Regions from separate parts of the Canis lupus genome. Here region 1 is linked to region 2. A link is a contact called in public Hi-C data. All regions are on one chromosome and are shown on one strand. The core of a region is the stretch at or near the end of the contact, and the rest is flanking DNA. Distances in the headings are between cores, read along the strand shown. Region 1 overlaps LOC102153066 (a long non-coding RNA gene). Region 2 holds the start of MTAP (S-methyl-5'-thioadenosine phosphorylase).

The links. A called contact is a pair of places that touch in the nucleus more often than the background predicts.
Region 1: a Hi-C map of skin fibroblasts shows a contact between it and region 2, with 3 times the contacts expected there. The contact joins the enhancer-like site here to the promoter of MTAP in region 2. A contact is called at or near these places in 7 of 9 Hi-C or Micro-C datasets (amygdala, blood, liver and 1 more).

Annotation. Positions count from the first base shown.
Region 1 is chr11:41,401,621-41,404,387 of UU_Cfam_GSD_1.0, reverse strand. The region is part of intron 4 of LOC102153066 (a long non-coding RNA gene); the gene reads right to left. Among named protein-coding and RNA genes, the nearest start is that of CDKN2B, 25 kb to the right of the region's middle. Within about 2 kb of position 1,362, at least 2 of the 20 cell types and tissues checked have an H3K27ac peak or open chromatin away from gene starts, as enhancers often do.
Region 2 is chr11:41,260,674-41,263,439 of UU_Cfam_GSD_1.0, reverse strand. It overlaps MTAP (S-methyl-5'-thioadenosine phosphorylase), which reads right to left and starts at 1,339. Exons shown (of 8, transcript XM_038552528.1): 1 at 1,181-1,339. The coding sequence starts at 1,324.

The sequences.
Region 1 (2,767 bases), core at 113-2,612, 140 kb before region 2:
ATTTAGTACTAATACGTACTGATTTGTACTAATAAATGAATACTAAATTAAATACATATATTATAGAAACATATATGTTGTATATATTTATTTTCTATTTATATCACATATCATTTATTATTTTATATAATTAATTTGTTTTATTTATATATTAAATATATATGTAACACATATTTAATTTAGTAGTCACATATTTATATTAAAGTATATCCGAAAATTTTAGAGCTAGCACATCAACCTAGTGATTTAAGATATTATTAAATAAATTTAAGTTAAAATAGCAGTATATTTACAGAGGCATAATGGCCCAGGTGGTATGTGACTATAGCAAAAATTATGAAGATGGAAGGCACCTGGGTGGCTTAGCTGATTAAGCATCTGCCTTCAGCTCAGGTTATGACGCCAGGGTCCTGGGCTTGAGCCCCTCATCCAGCTCCCTGATCGTGGGGAGCCTGCTTCTCCATCACCTCTCTCATTCATGTTCTCTCTCGTTCTCTCTCTCTCTCTAATAAATAAATAAAATCTTAAAAACAAAATAAAATCTAAAAAAATTATGAAGGTGGTACATGAACTGAAGCTTGGGAATCAATTAACTAAAGCACCAACAGCTGTTTTCACAATCTAAGCCATGGGAAGTAGTGTCACATTTTGAAAGAGGCAAATGTCTTACCTTCTAAATTATAAGTTCCTTGAGGGTAAATTCAGTCTCCATCTAGGTGAGTATATTAATATGTGCTCGACAACTGAATGCTGCATAGATTTGAAGACAATTGAAACTGTATTTGTGTGTATACATGTGTACATGTAATGATGGGGAGGGCACTGGACAAGGTGGAGTCAGGGTACAGCAGGGAGGGCAGGATTAACTGAACTCACAATGACAGATGAACCGGTCTTCATTCATTCATTAGTTTTATGTTGAAATCTATAAATACATTTCTATGCCACACCTCTCCAAAGAGCATTTGCGTACTTCCTACTTTTTGAAGACAGAAATAATAAAGATTTGGATTACTAAGATCTGTCAATAGAAAATTTTTTCACTGGGTATTATAATTATTCATTATTAAGTCCTTGTAAGTAGAAAATATGTAGTTCACTATTATATTTCTAGAGCCCAGGTCAATACCTGACACATAATAGGTTTTCAGGAAATATTTATTGAATGAATGAATTTATTAATGAATGCTTCAGTCCATAGAGAGTTGGCAGGAGAAGGCAAGAGAAGGAAGAGAGAATTTTCAAGATCCAAAGTGAAGCCATTTATTTCATGGCCTCTTCTGCCTACCAGGTCCAGCAATAAGCCAGCCAAGCAGTGATCTCACCTGTAGAACCTGCTGGGCAAGTCCAGTCAGCAAGTGAGGTGAGTCCCACCACTCATGTGTCAAACACAGTCAACTTGGCTAATAGATTCCCAGAAGTACAGTGTGACTGCTCTCTCTCTACATCCATGTCTGCGCTGGTAAACTAGATCTAATTATCCACCATGGAATTTGGCCAGTACACTGAGATTATGGTATGTTGAGAAATTTGAACTTTAACCACACATAAATAAAAGCACAGGGATCAGGGCCACTCCCTCTTACTTCTGGGTGATTTTTGAATTTTTTTTTTCAGAGAGAAAACAGTTGCTTGGGAGTCTGCAAGTTCTCTTTTTTTGTTTGTTTTTAAAAGTTTTGATTTATTTATTTTAGAGAGAGGGTGTATGTGAGCAGGGGGGGAGTGGCAGAGGGAGAGAGAGAGAGAATCTCTAACAGACTCCTTGCTGAGCACAGAGCCCAACTCGGGGCTCAATCTTACCACCCTGAGATCATGACCTGAGCCGAAACCAAGAGTCCAACAATTAACAGATTGAGCCGCGCAAGCGCCCCAGGAGTCTGTGAATTTTCAACTAGAGGGAAATATAAGTTAAACTGATTCAATTTTTTAATGTAAACTCTTTCAAATGTCTTTAAAATAATTTAAATCTATTGAATAATAATACCTGGAATTTTAAAAAGCAGCACCCTTTATTAATCCTCAAAAAATTGCTAGATGCAGAGAAAGTTACAAAATAAGTAAGATACAGTCCTTGATGCTCTCTTTTCTCAGTCAGATTTCAAATGAAGTAGTTCAAAGCCCTAAGAAAATGTTCTCCTTTGTCCCTCAGCAATAGATGCAGAAAGGTTAAGTCTTTCAAATTTACAATAGAAGGTCACCATGCACATTATTATCACATGTCCATGCAGTAGAATTAAAGATTCTAGTGTTCCTTTTTAAGCAAATTTTCCTGGCAAAGAAAAATTGTCTCAGGGTTATGCTCGTGTGGTATTCTCAAACTTTCTGGGTACATCTGGGCAAAGTCCTCTCCATGAACAAACTAGAGGTTGATCAGAGTTTTCTTCACTTAAAAAAAAAAAAAAAGAGGGGATCCCTGGGTGGCACAGCAGTTTAGCGCCTGCCTTTGGCCCAGGGCGCGATCCTGGAGACCCGGGATTGAATCCCACGTCGGGCTCCCGGTGCATGGAGCCTGCTTCTCCCTCTGCCTGTGTCTCTGCCCCTCTCTCTCTCTCTCTCTCTGTGACTATCATAAATTAAAAAAAAAAAGAGGTTTACAATAGGATCCCAACAGCTAGACAACTTCCACAGTGCCTTATGCTTTTGTCCACCATATGGACAAGTCTTCAGGGTCACACCCATCGAAGAGGCTCAGGTAATAACTGCTCTCCTCACCATTTCAGCACAGACTGCCTTTAATTTTCCCCCATTTCCTTCCCTCCAAATATAG
Region 2 (2,766 bases), core at 90-2,589:
GCAACAAACCCAGAGGCCTCGAGGCAGGGCGCGGCCCCGGGCTCCAGGCCGGGGAGTCCAGAAGTCCCGGCACTTCCCCAAGCGCTGCCGCAGGGAACACTTCAGGACGGCAAAGCCCCGCGTTTGGAAGAAGAAGAAGAAAAAAAGCCGGAAGCTCGCCAAAGGGCCAGCACCCAGTTCACGTGGGCTCCGCGAGCCGAGGCGGGGCGGAAGCCGGAGTCCGGCGGGCGGGCAGGCGCCAGGAGCCCCGGCCCCCCCCCCCCCAGCCGGCGCCCCCCGCGGCCCCCGCGCACTGCGCCCCCCAAAGGGCTGCCCGCTCCCTGCGCCGCGCGGCTGCCGCGGAGCCCACCGGGGCGCGCAGGCGGGGGCCTACCCTCGCGAGCGTTCTCTCTCCCCCTGCCCCGCCCCGCCCCGCCCCGCCCCGGCGAGCGACCCCGGCCGGGCCGGGTCTCAGCGGCGTCAGGCCAGGCGCGTGGCCCCGGGGCGCGGTCCCCCGGGCGGGAGCGAGCGCACGGGGCCGGGCGGCTGCGGCCCGGGACGGCGCCTCTCACCTTCACGGCCGTGGGGGCGGCCCCCGAGGCCATGGCTGCGCGGCGCGGCGCGGCGGCGGCGGAGGCGAGGCGGAGGCCGGCGGCCGAGCGGGCGGAGCGGCAGCGGCAGCGGCAGCGGCAGCGGCAGCGGCAGCTCCGGACTCGCGGCGCGGAGTCCCGGGGGCGGCCCTGGCTCCTCCTCTTCCTCCCCAGGACAGCTGGATTGGCTGCTAGTGCGGGCTCGCCCCCGCCGCCCCCTTCCTCAATTCGAGGTTCCCGCGTCCCGCCCCTTCTGCAGACCTTTCCGGTTCGCGGTGCTTTCTCTCCCCACGCGGGTTCTGAGCAGCGGGGTCCCGGCGGTGAGCCCTTGCCCTGCCCCCCCACTCGGCGCTGCACTTCAACCGGCTCCGGTAACTTCTGCAAGACACACACACCCCCCCCCCCCCCCCCCCCCCGCTCCGCGAGCAGGCCCGGCGCGCTCGGCCTCCGCGGGGAGGTCGGGCGGGGGCGCCTTCCACAAGTCCTCGCGGGAGGGAGCTCCCCCTCCACCCGCTCCTCCCCCCCCTCCTCCTCCTCCTCCTCCCCCTCCTCCCCCTCCTCCTGGGGGGGGGCTGCTCCGCGACCTCCCTCCAGCTGCTGACGCGGCTCACCTTGCTCTTCCCACCACCTGGACCCCGAAGTCCTGGGAGGCAGAGCACCGACGGCGCTGACCCCGGACTCGGGGATGACAAGAAGGAAATAAACAGACTAACGTGCTCCTGGATAACCTGATGCGCAGACTGTAGCCTGCTCATCTTCAATTTCAGGGGAGGCGGAGACACTGCCACACCCCCCCCCCCCCCCCGCGCTTTGGCTTGACGCGGCCAAGGCCATCCCTAACCTCTCCCAGCTCGGCCAATGTCCAGTACACCTAGACTCAGAATCCAGACTCACGGGTTCATCGTCGTTCCCGTGTCCCCCTCTTCCCCAGCGCATAGCACCGGCCCTCCACTGCGACGGTCCCTCACTCTCAAAGTCTCCATCCCTTCCCCGCTAGGATAATCCACTTTACCTCCCTTGATGGATTAAGCTCTCCTAGAGTAAATGCTGGGTGGCAGCAATGTTCTGAGACACAAAAACTCTGCACATGACCCCGGGGGTGGAGAAGGACGGCTGTGGAAGAGTACACTGCCTTCTTCCCCTACAGCAGCAAAACACTGAGACGAGACACAAGTACAGTTTCATCTACAGTATCACTGTGGGGGTGCCGCCCATCTAACCTGTTCACTGAAATAGTATGGACTTCCACTCTCTTCTATTTATTAATTTATTTATTGCTCGCTCTAAGTCTGACTTTTTTTTTTTACGATGCAAGTTTTTTTCTGTCTCTTAAGTTACACAATGAAATGGGTAATGAATAGATTGGAGTGTTCCTTTGAAAGGGCAGAAGCCGGAGAGTCCCCCAAATGTGGTTTTCTAGGAGTCTGTCTGCTGATTGCTCTATTGGAGACCAGGAAGCCCTCTGATCAGAAGGGAACCATGGCAGGGACCCGCATACCCTGGGGTTTATCACTGCTATGTAATTAGGGGATCTTGACCAATTTAGGTGCTTTGATGTGATCAGCAAGTCCAGTGTCTACTCAGTACTGTGTCTCTGCCTAAGTTAGACCCTGTAAACAGGTCAGATACCATAAGCCTTAGAAGACCCTCAGAGAAGGAGGTGGAAACTTGGAAGGGGTTACACTGGACTTCTGGACTTTTCTACTGTAACTTGTAGGTCTGGGCTCAATCATTTGCTTTTGACCATGTGATATCTGTGAAGGGAAAATTGTCCCAAATCTGGTCAAGTTTTTTGAGTGATTTAATTCACAAGCCATTAATGGGAGACAATTAGCATTTCTAGATAAAATTTAAGCAATTTTCTAACCTCTTGTAAGAAACCAGGCACCTATCCACCAGCTGATTGTGAGGCAGTGTGTGTGTGTGTGTGTGACATGTAGTTTAAGACCAATTCGTTCACCTCCCAAGGAGATTCCTGCAGTTTTCATCATTATGCATTATGAGAAAAAGGCATACAAGTACTTAGGAGCATGGGACTGGCAAACTATAGGTGATTTGAACTCATAACAGCCACTACAGGGTTCTCTTAATCAAAATCCATTTTAGAAGAATGAGTCAAAGTAAATTTTCAGAAAGTTGAAAACATAACATTCAAATAAATATATAGTCAGCCGGTTCAGAGACGCACTTAGCTTAT